Regions from separate parts of the Mus musculus genome. Here all the other regions are linked to region 1. A link is a contact called in public Hi-C, HiChIP or PLAC-seq and promoter capture Hi-C data. All regions are on one chromosome and are shown on one strand. The core of a region is the stretch at or near the end of the contact, and the rest is flanking DNA. Distances in the headings are between cores, read along the strand shown. Region 1 holds the start of B020018J22Rik (Riken cDNA B020018J22 gene). Region 2 has its middle 8.0 kb from the start of Gm36894. Region 3 holds the start of Akt1 (thymoma viral proto-oncogene 1). Region 4 overlaps Gm36894 (a long non-coding RNA gene).

Region 1 (3,829 bases), core at 1,305-3,804:
CTAGAGTGTGGCTGCCCTCAAGGTGGGTACTTGGTAAAGTACCGTAAAGTATGGAGAGCCACCTTGGTCTGCTGGAGTTCTGTACCAAGACCACCTTCTCTGAAACCCTCAAGGTCTTAGGTCCTAGAATTCCCTGGAATAATCCAAACTCTAATCCGTTGCCTTCAACAGGGGCTGGTCCTAACCCCTGACTTATGTCCCCTGAGAAATTTCTGCCAGCTGCACAGGGTCTTCCTTCTCCCGAACCTTGGAGTTTTTAGAGAAATCCAACTGTCTTCTGTCTTTCTCTTAGGCCTGTTCGTGTGTGTGTGTGTGTGTGTGTGTGTGTGTGTGTGTGTGTGTGTGTGTGTGTGTGTGTGTTTCTCTTCATGTGTAATGTATGTCACATGTGATGCAAATTCTGCCCTCCAGAGGAAGATCAGGGTACAGGGTAGCCCCTGCTCACCTCCCTTGGCTGCTGGGCCTTTCCCTGCTGGGACTCGGGTACTGTATAGACTGACCCCTGACTGGTGCCTTGGACACATGTCACAAGTCTGCTTTCAATCAGTCGCCTTGTGGGGCCAACTTGTCACAAGCCACATGTTGTCCTTAAAGCACATACTTTTGGCTTTGAAACACAGTAGAGGTTTTGCCAACAGAATCACGTCCTTAAGCCTGCCTGTCCAGCTGGTACTCAGCTAGTTTGTATTGCATATGCATATGCCAGCCTCCAGAATGCCTCCATTTCCAGGGGCATCTTGGTGCCCTTCCATGCCAGGGCCCTGCCTGCTGTCTCTAGCTCCTGCCCTTCTGTTTCTGTTGCTTTCTCCCTTGGCATCCTCAGTTCCCAGAAGGGCCTTGTGGCTCTCTGAGTGCCCCTGAGTGTCCCCTATGGCCAGAGCAAGCCCCCATTCTCAGGGTGTCCCCTAGTCAGAGTTCCCTATGGCCTGAGCATGCCGCTGTCCTCAGGGTGTTCCTTAGAGTCTCCAGCTGTCTTTGTGTCACCAGAAGGTCATTCTTTGCAAGAAGGGTGGAAGGCTGTCCATTCCAACCCTGCAAGGTGGCTGGGACCTGTGCCCTCCCTGGGGCCATTTGCTTACAGGTATGCCTTATGAGCACACCAGAGAAACCTGGAGGAACTCAGGAGGATACTGTGACCTCTAATGGTTGAGCCTGTTTTGATAGAGCACTGGTATAATTTTAAGATAAGTACCTCTAGAAATAACAGTTTCTCCTTTAAAATAGCATATTGTACGTGTGTGCATGTGTGTGTATGTGTGTGTGTGTATGTGTGTTTGTGTGTGTGTGTGTGAGAGTGTGACTAAGTGTGTATGAGTATGTGTGAGTGTACGTGGTATGTGTGTGTGTGTGTGTGTGTGTGTGTGTGTGAGTGTGGCTAAGTGTGTATGAGTATGTGTGAGTGTACGTGGTATGTGTGTGTGTGTGAGAGTGTGGCTAAGTGTGTATGAGTATGTGTGAGTGTACGTGGTGTGTGTGTGTGTGTGTGTGTGAGTGTGGCTAAGTGTGTATGAGTATGTGTGAGTGTACATGGTATGTGTGTGTGTGTGTGTGTGTGTGTGGTGTGTAGAAATGTCAATGTTCTTTTGTCTTGTCCTTGTTTCCCACTTGCCTCTGTGTCTGCATTCCAGCATGAGGCTAGGGAGGTCTGCAGGGATCTCAGTACTTTCAGGCAGGTGTTAACATGTGCACCTACTGTGTGCTGGATGGGGAGACACTCCTGTGGGATATTCTAGTCTGCTTCTCTGTGTATATGTAGATGGTGCCAGGGGCGGGTATGAAGTAGCTCTGGGAGCCCACTAGAGTGAGGCGTGCAAGGATGAGGGTGGATGTGAGCTGGGAGACAGGCGAGGGTCTAGCAGCTTTGTGGGCAGGGCGGAGTGCAGCTGCTCTCCTGGCTGGGCCACTTCTCACCATGTCGCTGAGTCGCAAGGCAAGCACAAGCCTTGATTTTGGCTGGGTGTGAGGCTGGGTGTGCCAGGCACACTTGAGCCCTCCCCACACGAGGCCCCCAGGACATATTGCACATCAAATCCCTGGACCGAGGCCCTTCCCAGATGGCGTGGCTTGCCTGTGGGGAGCGGTGGAGGAATGCTGAGCTTGGCCAGTCCCTTTCTGGCTTCTGGCCCCACACCTCCCCTTTCCTGAGTGGGTTGTGGAGCAGCTTCTGGGACCTGAGACCCTGATAGTACCTGCACTGTTCCCTCCGAAGGGGTGCAGAAGCCAGCACTTTGAGGGGACCCTCTGCCGTCTCGCTACCCCTCCCTCTTTTGTCTATGACTATTGAGAAGAATCTGAGTCTGTGTTCAAGCCCGGAATCAAATCGCGTCTGCAATTTGTCAAATTATGCAGAGGAGACAGCGAAGAGAAAGGGAAGCAGTTTGATTCTATTATGTGGAAATTAGCCTGAAACAGAGGCTGTTCGCCTGTTAGAGCAATTTCTCTCCATTTGTTTCTGGGGAAAATTGCCTATGCGCCAGTCCTCCTCTGCTTCTGGCTGACGGTCCCCAGGCTGGAGGTGCAGTGAGGCAGGGCTGCAGGGTACCAGCCTGTGGGTGGGCGGCTCTCTTAGCCGCTCCAGAACAAGGGTGGGAAGTTTCCCCTGGTATGCTTGGGCATGAGGGGAAGGGGCATGTGTCAAGCCCTCTCTCTGCTCCTTGTCTGCCACTGAGACATTTCTTACATGCCTTTGGATTTCTTACATGCAGTTGGCTCCCTGCGAGAAGGGCCCAGCCACAGTAGGACAGAGTGTATGATGAAAGGCATCAGGCTGGCGTGGGAAGTTATAGGTGAATTGACCTAGGAAGGACAGCTCTGCTGGAGGGGACTTGGCAGCAGGAGGTACTGCCTCTGTCAAATGTCAGAAGATGGAGCTCTGATAATAGACTCCAGGGCTTGCAGGCTAGCTCTGTTTTATGGGGCAACGCTGTCTGGGAAAGCCTGGTGGGTGGGGCTTAATGCAGGCCCCTCCCCTTCACTGAGTCCCCTATGGCTCAAAGCTGCTAAGGTACCACACAGACCCTCTGCCTCCACACTGTGCTATGACCTGTGCTGTGGTTCCTGACTATGGGTGGAAGCCTAGGCTCATCAGGAAACTGCATCTCCCCAGATTAGCCTACTTCAACCCTCTGACTCCAGTCTATACCCAAGAGCCCTGAACAAAGCCAAGCAAGGTACAGATGGTTGAGGTCTGACCCTGGGGTGCTGGGGCAGAGATCCAAGGGCAGACTGCTTGGGTGGTGGGATCTTCATTGCCCAGTCGATTATGGGAAATTCCTATGGAATTAGTAAAGTATACCTCTGGGTTCGTCTGTGAGGACGTTTCTAGAGAGCAGTGGACTAGATACAGGGATCGATTATTGATTGATTGATTGATTGATTGATTGATTGATACAGGGTTTCATTACTGTAGCTTCATTGGTCTGGAACTTGCTACATATGTAGAGCAGGCTGGCCTCAAACTCACAGAGATCTACCTGCCTCTGCCTCCCGAGTGCACCACCATGCCCAGCCCGTGGACCATTTCTTGAGAGTGACATATTATGGCAAGGTAAGAAAATGTACAAAGTGACCCAATTGAAGGATGTTAGAAGAATTGTGTCACTAGGGACTGTGTCTTCTGTGTATGTGTGTGTACATGTGTCTGTCTGTCCACAGTGGTCAGGCATGGAGGTCGGAGGACAACCCCAAGCACTCTCATCGGGTGCCTTCCGCTATTGTGTTTGTGTGGGAGACTCGTTTCCTCACTAACCTGAAACTCATCAAGGCGGGTGAGACGGGTCAGCCAGTGAATGTGGGGTTTTGAGGGAAGTACCTTGACTCTACCCAGTCA
Region 2 (3,768 bases), core at 325-2,824, 220 kb after region 1:
GACAGTTAGATTAAGTTTCTGCTCCCTTAATACCCCGTGATGGGGATTAGATATCAATGTGCGAGGCCTCGGGAGAAGTACTGAAGCCATATTCCAGGGTAGCAGGATAGTGGGTGAACGCTGAGAGGAAGGGAAAACGGATATGAGAAAGAGACTAGCCACCAGTGATGGGGAAACCTTTCCTGCATGACGCTGTCACCGCCCTTACCTTCATAAGAGGGACTCTCAAGGTGCTCTGCATCCTTCATCCCACCTGTCCCTAGATCCTAGGTCCTGGTTCCTATGGCCCCATAGAGTGGGAAATAAGACCTGGGAAAGCATCCACACTCCACCAGCAGGGGGTTATGTTAATAGTGTGCACCCACCGCTAAGCTCCAAGGAAAGCCAGAGGACTCCCCAAAGCAACTGCATGTTTGCAACCGGTTTTGCGATGACAGATGTATGGCTGGCTGAAAGACCAGGTGTGCTCAGGGGATGGGTGTGACTCTTGCACATAGGAACCATAGGCGCAACAGAGTGTGGCAGGAACTGGAGCCAATGCCTCCAAGGAGTGGGGGGAAGATGGGCCCTGAGGACCACACCAGACTTTGACTCTCGCCTCTGACTACAATAGGGTTCTTCCCCGTGGCTGAACCTCCCTGAAGTCCAGGTGACAGAGAAGCCAAAGATGAATCTTCCTGGTAAACAGGATGTCTGTCTGGCCCTGCTTCTCTGGGCCTTTCTGGTTCCTGTAGCTGCTCTCCTTCCTCATTTTAGGACTTTTTCTGACCCCTCTCCCTTACTAGCAGAGTGTGTACCAGGGTCTTCTACAGCTACCCAAACTCCATGAGGCCCTGAAGCTTAGGCATCCCTGGTTTTCCTGTCCAGCCAGCACCTCTGCTGGGAAAAAGCTCATCTTGCCCATCTTTTATCTTGGGTGGACACCACTTGGGGAGTCCCATGCTGAGAGGTGATCTGCCTCATCTTCTGGCTGCCATCTGCTGGCATGTCTTCATTTGGCCTACATGCAGACGCTTACACACATCCCTGGTGTCTTAGGGTTTCTATCTCTGCATAAAACATGACCAAGAAGCAAGTTGGGGAGGAAAGGGTTTATTCAGCTTACACTTCCACATCGCTGTTCATCACCAAAGGAAGTCAGGACAGAAACTTACACAGGGCAGGAACTTGGAGGCAGGAGCTGATACAGAGGCCATGGAGGAATGCTGCTTATTTGAGTGTTTCCCCTGGCTTGCTCAGCCTGCTTTCTTATAGAACCCAGGACTACCAGCCCAGGGATGGCACCACCCACAATGGAGCCTCCCAGCCTTGATCACTAACTGAGAAAATGCCTTACAGCTGGATCTCATGGAGGCATTTCCTCAAGGGAGGCTCCTTTCTCTGTGATAACTCCAGCTTGTGTGAAGTTGACACACAAAACCAGACAGTAAACCTGGCCCTGATAAAAACCCCCCAACAGTCTTAGAGGCACCCAAAAGCACTACAACCCGTCTCCTGGTGAGACCCCAGGAGGTGTGGACAAACCAGTGCCGGGCCGTACTCAATGCAAATCAGGCCCTTAATGGTTGGGCCAGACCACCAGGCTGCTTGGCATTCAGCAGGAGCCCATGAGCAAGGAGCTATGTGGTGGCGGGAACTGTGTGCCTTGGCTAGGAGCCCAGCCGACAGCTTCCCATTCCCCTTCCGCCCCCCCCCCCCCCCCGCTAGCTCAACGAGAGAATGCAGAATCAGACCCCGTAAAACTCCCACCTGCTGTACTGCAGTGTGAGGCCATGTGTGTGGCGCGCTGCTCGGGGCAGCTGTGTGCTAGCTGGATGGGCTTATGTATTGGCCTTGGGAGAACTGGGATGCCTCCCAGTCAGGAGCCTTCAGACGAGGGCCCACCTCTTCCCAGCCCTCCTGCTACCCCCAGCTCCTGAGAAATCCTGTTCATTTAACAGCTAAAGAGAAAGCCGGGGTGCAGGAAGGGAAAGCAGAAGAGACATGTTCAGAGGAGAACCAGTGACGATTGCTTCATGATATACCCGGGGAGAAATTGCTGTTACTTCACATCATACATCCCCTCCTTTGCCCCCTCCTGGGATGTCCAACAGTCCTGGACCCTTCTCCCCCATTTCCCAGGGCAGACCTGCCAAGAAGAGCTTGCCCAACAGGACAAGAGATGATGGTACAAGCTGAGAAACAGACGAAACTGCTCTCAGACACTATCAGACGGGTATCACCATGGCTTAGGTGGCACGGCATGGCCCTGTGACCAGAAAGGGACCCTCTCTCTGCACTGAGCCTGGGTTCCTCTCACCTGCATGCCCTTTCTAGATACCTGTCTAAGCAGAATGAGGGATGAACATGGGAGTGAGCCAGGTGGCCCAGCTTGTCTTCGGAGTCAACACGTGCAGCAGCTGCCCAGTGGGCCACACACATTCCCAAACTCCATCCTGTAAGGCCAGCTCAGCATATCCAGAGGGTGGCCACTGTGTTGAGGGGCAAGGTCAGGTCTTCAGATGTGCCAGTCTGAGTGATGTCTGTGACTTTCCAGACCTTCCCAGCACAGGGACCATAAGCCACTCGAGCCAGGCATCTGGAGTCACTCTAAGCCTGCCACATTCTCCTCTGCACTGTGGCAAGACTGAGACCATCAAAAGCGGGACTCAGATGCAGGCTGGGGTACAAGCAGAGAGCTTAGGGGGCTCATCCAAGCCCCTACCCAGCCCTGCCGCCTCTTTATAAGGGGCTGTAATTGGAGGCCCTGGGGACCCAAAGCACCCACCGGCTGATCCCCCAACAAAGATGTGGCTGACTGTGACCTAATCCATATCCCTGCCCCTCAGGGGTGCCCAGGTGCCTGAGCTGGGCCGGGCCTCACTAACGGACTCTAATTGGAAGGTCTGCATGGGACAGGCCCTCAGAAGCTCTCCCTGGGGTGCTGAGGACTGGAGGGGGTCATCACCCCTCCCCTGGAGCATGGGGTACTCAGGGTCTGGGATCCTGCATGCACCTGAGCCCCACCCTGAAGGCCTTGTCTTTTGTTTCAGATATGTGGGCCATCATTACAATGGGGACAGTGATAGAAAGGTTGGGAGCCAATGGACTGAGCTTTGCCCACCCTGCCCCTCCCCCCAGGAGGTGGCAGTGGGGGTGTGTATTAGTTTCTTGTCTCATGACTGTGACAAAGCAACTTAAAAAGGATTTGGACTCGTGCTTTGAAGGGTTAAAGGCCACCGTGATTTGGAAACCATGGTGGCAGGACCGTGGGACGCCCAGTCATGGCAGACTGTTGGTTTTGTCACCAGGAAGCAGGGAGATGTTCACTGCTCAGCTCCCTGCTGTTTAGAGTTGGGGACAGGTCTTTCTTCCTGGGTTAACCTTTTCTGGAGATGCCATTGAGTATGCTAGAGCCCTGCCTCATTAATGCCCTGGGTGTTTCTTAATCCAGTCAAGTTGATTATGGGAATTAATCCTGTGCTATCTGTAAGGAGAACCCAGCTTGAGCCCCGATTCTGGCCTCCAGCATACGTGGCCTACCACCTGGGGAGGGGATGCTGTCTACGTCATCACAAAATCCTGGACTCTACTCTGGGGGAGCCATAGAGGACACGTTGAAGAGGAAAAGCCTTGGTCTCTTGATCCCACTACTTCATTCCAGCTCCATGTTCTGTCCCTTTCCCAGAGAGTCCAGCGATCTCTCCAGAAAGACCTTGGTTGTCTCTTCTCCTCAACCCACTCCTCCTTACCAGTCTCTGTACCCTGAGTCGCTCCCCAGCCTACACC
Region 3 (3,992 bases), core at 770-3,269, 240 kb before region 1:
CACCATCTGTGCTGAGAACCCTGACACCTGCCACTCCGAGATGCCTCTCTACTGGCATATAGATGACAGAGGCTATCACAGAGCCACAGTCCGGCTGCTACAGGCAGAACCTCTCTAGATTTCGGGTGCCATCTAACTTGGGAGCTGTCTCAAGAGCATATCTCACTATGTAGCTGATGCCCAGACCTCTTAGCTCAGGATAGTGCCTGCATCCTACCAAGCTGCCAGGGATGAGAGGGAGGAAGACCTCTGTGAGAGAGGGGGGAAGACCTCTGTGAGGGGGGAAGAGGGTCAGGAACCACAGGTTGGTTTGTTTGTTTTTGGTTTTTGGTTTTTTTTTTTTTGAAGATTTATTTATTATTATACATAAGTACTGTAGCTGTCTTCAGACGCACCAGAAGGGGGCGTCAGATCTCATTACGGGTGGTTGTGAGCCACCACGTGGTTGCTGGGATTTGAACTCAGGACCTTCGGAAGAGCAGTCATCTTACCCGCTGAGCCATCTCGCCAGCCCCCGGGACCAGTTTTTGTTGGAGAGCATGGCTGCAGAGCAGGCCAGTGGCAAGTCTCAGTAAGGCGGACCTTACTCACCTTGTGGCTCTGTCTAGGAGGCCCAAAGAGGTGTTGCCAAAGTGTGGACCCAGAAGGAGTCGCCTATCCCCCAACCCACTCCGGACTCGGGGGAAGATAGAGACACAAAGAAGGGAGGCGGGACTGGTTACTGCATAGAAACAGGGCTCACCACAGGTAGGAGCTGTCTCCAACAGTGGCTTCCAGGAAGAGCATCCGAGTGAGAAGGGTCACTAGAGAACAGCCAGAAATTGCTGTGTTCCACAAGAGGGCGCCCTGCTGGCTCTAACTGTGTAGCAACGGGATGGGGGAAGTAGGAGAGGAGGAGTTGGGGGCCTGGGGTGAAGGTTTGCTGGGCGAGTGATGGATATTTGTGTGACTCTCAGCCTCTGAAGGCCACTCTCAGGGTCAGGGATACTGCTGGAGCAGAACAGAACTGCTGCTGAGCCTCTGACTTAGCGCCCTGGAGGCTCTCTGAGCTGGGGCAGCTGTGCAGCAGATAGGGCACAGAACAGAGCCCCCCATCCCCATCCCCGTCTGAAGGGTATGGGGCGTGGCTGAGAGGAGAGTGAGTTCTTCTCCGGGAGTGGGGTGTGCTTCCCAGGTCAGCCCCAGGAGCCCGAGAAGGAGCTCCGATTTCCATCCTGGGCGATAGCGTGGACTACTAAATCTACCCTCTTGTTTACACTCCTGGTGAACTCTGACCCTTGTATGAAAAACAAAAAATGCCCCCTGGTTAAAAATACCAAACACATGAAGGTAAATTCACAAAAGGGTTACTATCAAGTCGGGCTTCTGGGACGAGGGAGGGGCCCTGCGCAGGAACTGCTGAGGCTGGCCGAAGGGGGAAGGACTGAGGATGGATAAGAGGCAGGAACCACCTTGACTCTTCAATTCCGGGACACCATAAGGAACCGCCCCCCAAGCCTCACCCATCTGAGTCCACAGCAAGGTCTTGGCTGACTGAGTCCTACCCCTGAATCTGCCCCCTCTGGGTGTCCAGGTGTGCTCCCGTCCTCCCTGTCACCTGGGGAGTCCTTATCAGTTGCTGTGGCAGGCAGTACTGGGTTGGATGAGCCCTCAATAGCCTTCTTTCTTGTGTTGGCTGGCCTTTAGGACACCGGTGACCGGTCTCTCCCGGCTCCCAAGATGGGGACAGTTGGGCCTCTTGAGAGTCAAACTGATTCACTTCCCACGCTGGCCTCCCTCCTTGGGGTCTGGAGAGCTAGGCAGGGAAGGGCCAGGTCCCACAAACCGGGAAACCCAGACCAGAGCTGGAGCTCTGGATCTGCGGCGGGGCTCCGTTACCCGCGTGGCCCTGGCTCGGGGCCACCCGAGGGCGGCGCCTGCGGGGCCGCGCTCGCGCTCACGGGGTGCCTCGCCCTGGCCGCGGGCCGCGCCGGGGGCGCCCGGGGCGGCGGAGGCGGATGTGGGCGGGCGGCGCGGGCGCGGGGCGGGGAGAAGGCGGGCCGGCGGCGGCGGCGGCAGCACCGAGTCGGCGGGCGGCCGGCCCAGCGCGGCAGCGCACGCGAGTCCGGGACCAGCGGAGCGGACCGAGCAGCGTCCTGTGGCCGGCACCGCGGCGGCCCAGATCCGGCCAGCAGCGCGCGCCCGGACGCCGCTGCCTTCAGCCGGCCCCGCCCAGCGCCCGCCCGCGGGATGCGGAGCGGCGGGCGCCCGAGGCCGCGGCCCGGCTAGGCCCAGTCGCCCGCACGCGGCGGCCCGGTGAGTGCCCGCGCCGCGCCCTGTTCCGGGCCGCGGCCACCCCGCTTTGTTCCCGGCCGCGCCGCGCCTCGGAGTAGGAGCAGGAAGTGGCCGAGCGGAGGCCTGGGCGGGGAGCGCGCGGGGCCGGGCTGGTCGCGCAGGAGGCCCACGCCGGCGAGGGTGCGGGCGGCCGCTGCGTGACCTTGGGTGGCCGCTCCACGGGGCCAGGTCGCGGGAGAGGGGCGCTGTTGGTGTGCGCAGTGGGGGCCGGTGCGCCCTGGGGCCTGGGGCTGCCCGGGCACTCGGCCAGCGAGGGTAGGAGAAAGGCTCGCCCCGCGGCCTGCGTGCGGTGGGAGGGCCCTGGGAAGGAGAACTCATTTCCCACGGACAGAAAGTTGTGCGCGGTGGCACAGTGCCCAGGCTAGCCCACAAAGGACTGCTAACCCTCCTGGGCCCGGAAGCTGCTTCCTGGACTAGGTGGTTTCTGGAGGTGCCGGGGGGGGGGGGGGCCTTGAGGACGGCGTGGACTCGGTCTCCCGGATCCGGGATACTGGCTGAGCTGATGGAATTGTCTAAAGAGGACTGGTTTCTAAGTTGGGCGGTGGTGGAACCTTGGGCCTCTGCTGTGTGGCCAAACTCCTCCTTCCCCCAGGCCCCTGGTCTTGCTCCAGGTGGCTAGCCTTGACTGCCTAGAGCCATCACTAAAGTGAAGGGCGAGTCGCCTTGGTGGGGCCCCAGCTGGGCGTGTGGCTCACGGGCCAGTGTCCCAGAGGGGCTGAACTCTTAAGACTTAACAATAGCAACCATATGCCCTTACGGCATGGCATGGTGGGAAGAGTGTCCCATGCTTAAGTCGGCTTGATGTGGACATTGGCGTTAACATGGCTGTGTTTCTTCACTCCGTGTGTATGAATTTATTTTTACACGGCTCTGGACAGCTGACTGTCATCAGCAGACCTTGGGGCTGGGTGGGGGTAGGGGACATCCACCGAGAGAGATCTTGCAGTACAGCCCTCTGCCTCCAGGCCACACCCACTCTGACAGTCACTGAGCTGGGATTTCTTCTTGGCTTATCTTTTTCGTTCTGGCTTTTAGTCGCCACCTGCTTGCTGAGGGAAGGGCTCTTTCCTTCTTGGGCCAGGTGTGGTCTTTCCTACTTTGGCATTTGGCATTTGACACATAGCAGCCGGCCTCCCTTTTGTTCCACATTTAGCTTCATACAAGGCAAAGTGACAGAGACTCTGGGTGCCAGCTTGTGTCTTCTGGGCTAGAGAGATGACATAGGGGGTTGCCAGTCAGCTGTAGTAGACCCTAGTTGGGATCTATTCCACGGCGGCCTTCCAGTCTTTTCCTGGGGATTGTCCACATGAACTCCAGGTGGAGGGACAACACAGGCTTGCTGGTCAAGGGCTGTTCAGGTGCACTTTCCCAGAATGTCCAGACTTGGGGATATTTGAAGGATACCTAGGTGTCCCTCTGGAAGAGAAGCAATTGGGGGGCGGGGGGATCTTTGCGAGGTGAGCTGGCACCCTTTGCTTTGCACAGGCTAGCTAGTTGGCCGCTGCAGGACCCTTGTGTGTTACCTGCCCTGTTTGTGGGCTCCCGGATACTGTAATTGTGGGTCGTAACCACTGCTTTGGGTGTTCCCAGCAGGCTGTCTCAGAGTCTCTCTGTCTCAGGCGTAGGGTGAAGGCTCGACAGAACCATATGTGCCTAGT
Region 4 (3,843 bases), core at 35-2,534, 160 kb after region 1:
GGCAGCCCCCAGGGAGTGCCCGGTGCTCCATACCCAGGATGACTCCCCTCCCCTCCCTCCGTGCTGGTCAGCCTGTAGGTTTGTGCTCTCTAGGACTTAGGGGCTAAGTTACTTTGTTGCCCCAATTCACATGTGAAAGACTTAGCCTGCAGAGGGTTAAGGACTGTAGGTAGACAGAGGCCTCCAGGGTTAGGAAAGACAAGAAGAAGGCAGTGCGGGAATACACGATGCTTCTGGAGACCCAACATCAGCATCTTCCTCCACGCTGTTTTCTGCCGGACAGAGCATCTGGAGTCCGGGAGCTCTGAACCGACTGTGCATTAGATGTCAGAATTATTGAAACTGCCCATTCGTCTGCAATAACGCAATAATGGGAGCCCCTGCTGTGTGCGCGCCAGACACCGGTCCGGACTCTTCAGTTCCTGTGACCTGCTCACTGACCTGGGGAAGGGGTGTGTTGCCATCGCTGACACTCAGAGAAGTGAGGGGATGCGCCTGAGGTCACAGGGCTACCGGAACTAGAGCTTGGGTCACGTGGGTTTAGAGTTTACTTTCCTCCAGTTGGGGCTTGGGGGAGGGGCAGCAGGTCAGGTCGGTTTCAGGAGGCACCGTTGGGTTCACACTGGCTGTATCCATCAGTTCAGCACTCCACAGAGGTCTGGGGTTCAATCTTTCCAGTGAGACAGACTTCCTGGGGTCCTCCCCACACGAGCTTACACATGGCCTGTACCTGTGATGCAATCAAGGACATCAGCTGCTGGACCGTGGCCTCCCCAGAGCAGATGCCCACACTCACAGTAGCCCTCAACAAGCAGCCCATAGGTCTGGGCTCAAGGATCCAGCCGATCCCAGGGGCTCTGGGCTCCAACAATGAGTCTTTGGTTGTGTGGCAGCTTGCTCTGACCACCATCCCCGGAGCAAGCACTGCCCTGTGTCCTGGGCAGCTTTTCAACTCATTCCACCTCCTGGCCTCGCCTTGGGTGCCACCTCCGGCCTGGAGCCAGTAGCATGGGGTGGGGTGGAGGATGACCCTGTCTGCATCTCTCTTGATCTCTGTGTTTCTTTGTAGTACCAAAGGGCCATTCATTAAGGGGAGATGGTAAATATTCGCAATTTAAATGCAGTCCTTGTCAAAACCAGAGCTGTTGGTCCCAGCTGTCCCACCCGCTTTTGGGTGCTGGGTCAGCCACTCAAAGCAAAGGTCAGCACTGCCTCTTGGTTGCTTTTTAATAGGATTCAGTAGCTAGTGGCTTCCGCCAGCGCCCTGGCCAGGGCCTGGGCTTCTCATTAATGCGAATGAAGGAGGAAGATGACATCATTTACATTTAATCGTCTTGTTTATCTGCCTGGCACTGCGGTTGTTTTAACAAAGGGCAGAGGCAGACAAAAGCTACATTTGCGTCCTGGAAGGGGAGCCTGACAGGAGCTCTGCTTGTAGACATTTATTGTTTGCAAATGAGATAATCTAGTAAAGCCTGTAGGAGGCTGCCCTGCCCTCCTCCCTTGAGTCCAGGCCTAACTGGAGCTGTGCAGACCACTATAGCTAGGCAATGCCAATGTCCTCCATGAAATCCTCAGGCCTTCTTCTGGACACCTGCCCAAGGAGGGCCACAGCAGAGTGCAAGCCAGGTGCCTTCTAGCACCCATGACTTCTGAGGTCCCACTGCTAGTGAGCCCCACATCCCTGTGCGGTGGGGAGGAGCGAGACGCCTACCCACCTCACCCAGTGCCAGGGGCACATGGAACTGTGATCCTCTGCCTTCATATTTGGTCTAATGGACCTCCCTGAGGAGTGCACCTATGGGTGTCTGTGACATCCCAGGAGACACTCTGGAACTGTCTGAAAAATGCCAAAAGTCGAACAGGATTGTTTCCAGACCCAGATATGTGTCCAGCACAAAGGATATGCTGAGTCTAGATTTGCCAGCCCAAAAGGTCTCTTCAGAGACTTCCTTCTCAAGGTGGTGTGTGGGGTCGGGGCATAGAGGCTGCTCATTAGAACCTGTGTGTGCCAACAGCTACAGGCTCAGGTCACCCATGCACATCCAGGCATTAAAGGATGAAGAACATGGGGCTTAGACTCCTGCATGGCCTCACACGCCTGCCAGGCAGCCTAGGAGTCCATGCCCTGGCTGTCTACACTCTGACCCTCCACAGTCTATATTCAAAGATCTGCATACCTCACATAGATTCAGACCCTCCCCAAAGCCCTGGAAATTCAGCTTGGCTCAGCCTGGAGTATTAAAGCAGCCATCAGAAGTTTCTTGAAAACTTGGATATCCCAGAGGGAGGTGAACAGGGAGGAGACAAGAGGCCACAGCTCTAGCCATGGTGCCCCTCAGAGCCCCAGTTTCAAGGCTTAAACACAACCTGCTCTCACCCCAGGCCTCTGGGCCCCTAAAGTTTTAGATCTGAAGGAAAGACTTATCTCATTAAGTGTCAAGGCCGAGAGCAGGACAGAGACATAGAGGACACCTCGCCTAGCCCTACAGGGTAGCAGAGGAGGATGCAGTCAGACCCAGCTCTGGTCTCCATAGACCCTCTCATCTGACCTGACCAAGAGCCACACTGAGCCTGGAAACAAGCTCGAGAGCAGGGCAGGGCACCATTTATATCTTCCAGTACCCAGGGACCTCCTTACTCCCCTGGGGTTCCCAAAGCCCGGAATCCCATGGGGACAGGATTCTGAGATTCTGCAAGGTACAGCTACAGCCCCAGGGTTAGTTCTCAGAAACAGCTTAGCTCCCTGTCCAACCCAGCTCACCCACCTAGCAGGTAGGTTCTCTGTCCAGTGGTCACTAAAAGGACAGAGTGTGGCAGGGGTCCTCAGAGTCTAGGAGCTGAGGAAGGAGTACAGAGAAAGCCCTAAGCTAGAGCAGTACCCCTACCCATGTGACTGCCTCCAGCTTCTCTTTGGCCCTCTCCAGCTGGCCACTATGTCCTGCTGAGGCCCCTGCTGGGTAGACCAGATGAACAGTCTGGCCAGCCCCAAAGACACCTGCTCTACCGGTGACCTGCTCCTGCCTTGAAGCACCCTGTGACAGAGCCTTTGTCTCCAGATCCTAGGCTGTGAAGGAAAAAGACAACCTGCACTTTTGGAGAGTGCTAAAGGCAGAAGACATTCCAAGTCCTTCTTGCTCACCCAGGGGTCAGTCCCCGGACTGCCCCCAAACCGTCTAGCCAGGAGCCCTGCCTGTCAGGCAGCAGAGCTGGATGACGCTATGTCTCCGTTGAAAGGGTCCCGTTTCCCTTGGAGAAGGGGCCACATGTTAATTCATGCAAGGCCAGGGATTAGTCATCGGGCAAATGAGATTAAATGCCCTGGAAATGGAATTAGCATGACGTCGAACTGCAGAATATCGTTTTGTTGTTTTTTTTTTTTTTTCTGACCGCAGCCCTGAAAGGGTTTCTCAGCTTTAACCGTTTCCTGTCCTGTCTCAGCTCCAAGAGAGAACCTCCAGGGTGGGAAGAGGGTATAGCCCCTCTATGCCCTGCATTCAGTCGGTGCCACTAAGGCACAATGGAGTGTTCTCTGCAGGAGCGAGGAAAGTAGTCGGCCAAGTTTCCAGGTCCTCGCCCCAGCAACTCCTGTACCACCCACTCAGTCTAGACTTCCCTGCCTTTAGTTCATCCCAATGCTTCTCTTGTGGACCAGCAGGCCCAGAGACCCTGTCTGAAACTTGGGGGTCAAGGGTTCGAATCCATTCATTGTCACCCATTCTCTTTCCATGGCTATGGACAGGTGGACACGGGCCACGAATGACTCCTCTCTCTGAGCTTACCAACTCCTTTCTCCCAGGCCCATCTGGGGATCCAGAGCCCCCTTAGAGGCCAGCGAAGGGT

What was found. Hi-C and Micro-C count contacts between places; a contact is called where the count stands out from the background. HiChIP or PLAC-seq counts read pairs in DNA pulled down with a chosen protein or histone mark. Capture Hi-C pulls out chosen DNA fragments and counts their contacts.
Region 2: an H3K4me3 HiChIP or PLAC-seq map of embryonic basal ganglia shows a contact between it and region 1, with 4 times the contacts expected there. The contact joins the enhancer-like site here to the promoter of B020018J22Rik in region 1. A contact is called at or near these places in 15 of 39 promoter capture datasets (3T3-L1-derived adipocytes, the C10 cell line, the HPC-7 cell line and 10 more) and 2 of 115 datasets of contacts at active chromatin or transcription factors (VIP interneurons and embryonic basal ganglia).
Region 3: a promoter capture Hi-C map of adipose tissue shows a contact between it and region 1. The contact joins the promoter of Akt1 here to the promoter of B020018J22Rik in region 1. A contact is called at or near these places in 3 of 39 promoter capture datasets (embryonic stem cells, hippocampal neurons and stem cell-derived epiblast-like cells) and 1 of 9 other capture datasets (adipose tissue).
Region 4: a Hi-C map of the N1E-115 cell line shows a contact between it and region 1, with 2.7 times the contacts expected there. The contact joins the enhancer-like site here to the promoter of B020018J22Rik in region 1. A contact is called at or near these places in 10 of 39 promoter capture datasets (the C10 cell line, cranial neural crest, embryonic stem cells and 5 more), 1 of 484 Hi-C or Micro-C datasets (the N1E-115 cell line) and 1 of 115 datasets of contacts at active chromatin or transcription factors (embryonic stem cells).

Annotation. Positions count from the first base shown.
Region 1 is chr12:112,434,063-112,437,891 of GRCm38.p6, reverse strand. B020018J22Rik (Riken cDNA B020018J22 gene) reads left to right here and starts at 2,554. Exons shown (of 3, transcript NR_045950.1): 1 at 2,554-3,547.
Region 2 is chr12:112,208,742-112,212,509 of GRCm38.p6, reverse strand. No RefSeq gene overlaps it. Among named protein-coding and RNA genes, the nearest start is that of Gm36894, 8.0 kb to the left of the region's middle. Within about 2 kb of position 1,574, at least 17 of the 459 cell types and tissues checked have an H3K27ac peak or open chromatin away from gene starts, as enhancers often do. A contact at or near this core is called in embryonic basal ganglia, where this site is marked.
Region 3 is chr12:112,672,303-112,676,294 of GRCm38.p6, reverse strand. Akt1 (thymoma viral proto-oncogene 1) reads left to right here and starts at 2,019. Exons shown (of 14, transcript NM_009652.3): 1 at 2,019-2,295. It overlaps Gm30150 (a long non-coding RNA gene), which reads right to left and starts at 1,819. Exons shown (of 3, transcript XR_381988.3): 1 at 1,598-1,819; 2 at 743-1,276; 3 at 325-604.
Region 4 is chr12:112,274,357-112,278,199 of GRCm38.p6, reverse strand. All of the region lies in intron 2 of Gm36894 (a long non-coding RNA gene), which reads right to left. Among named protein-coding and RNA genes, the nearest start is that of Gm36894, 58 kb to the right of the region's middle. Within about 2 kb of position 1,284, at least 28 of the 459 cell types and tissues checked have an H3K27ac peak or open chromatin away from gene starts, as enhancers often do. A contact at or near this core is called in the N1E-115 cell line, where this site is marked.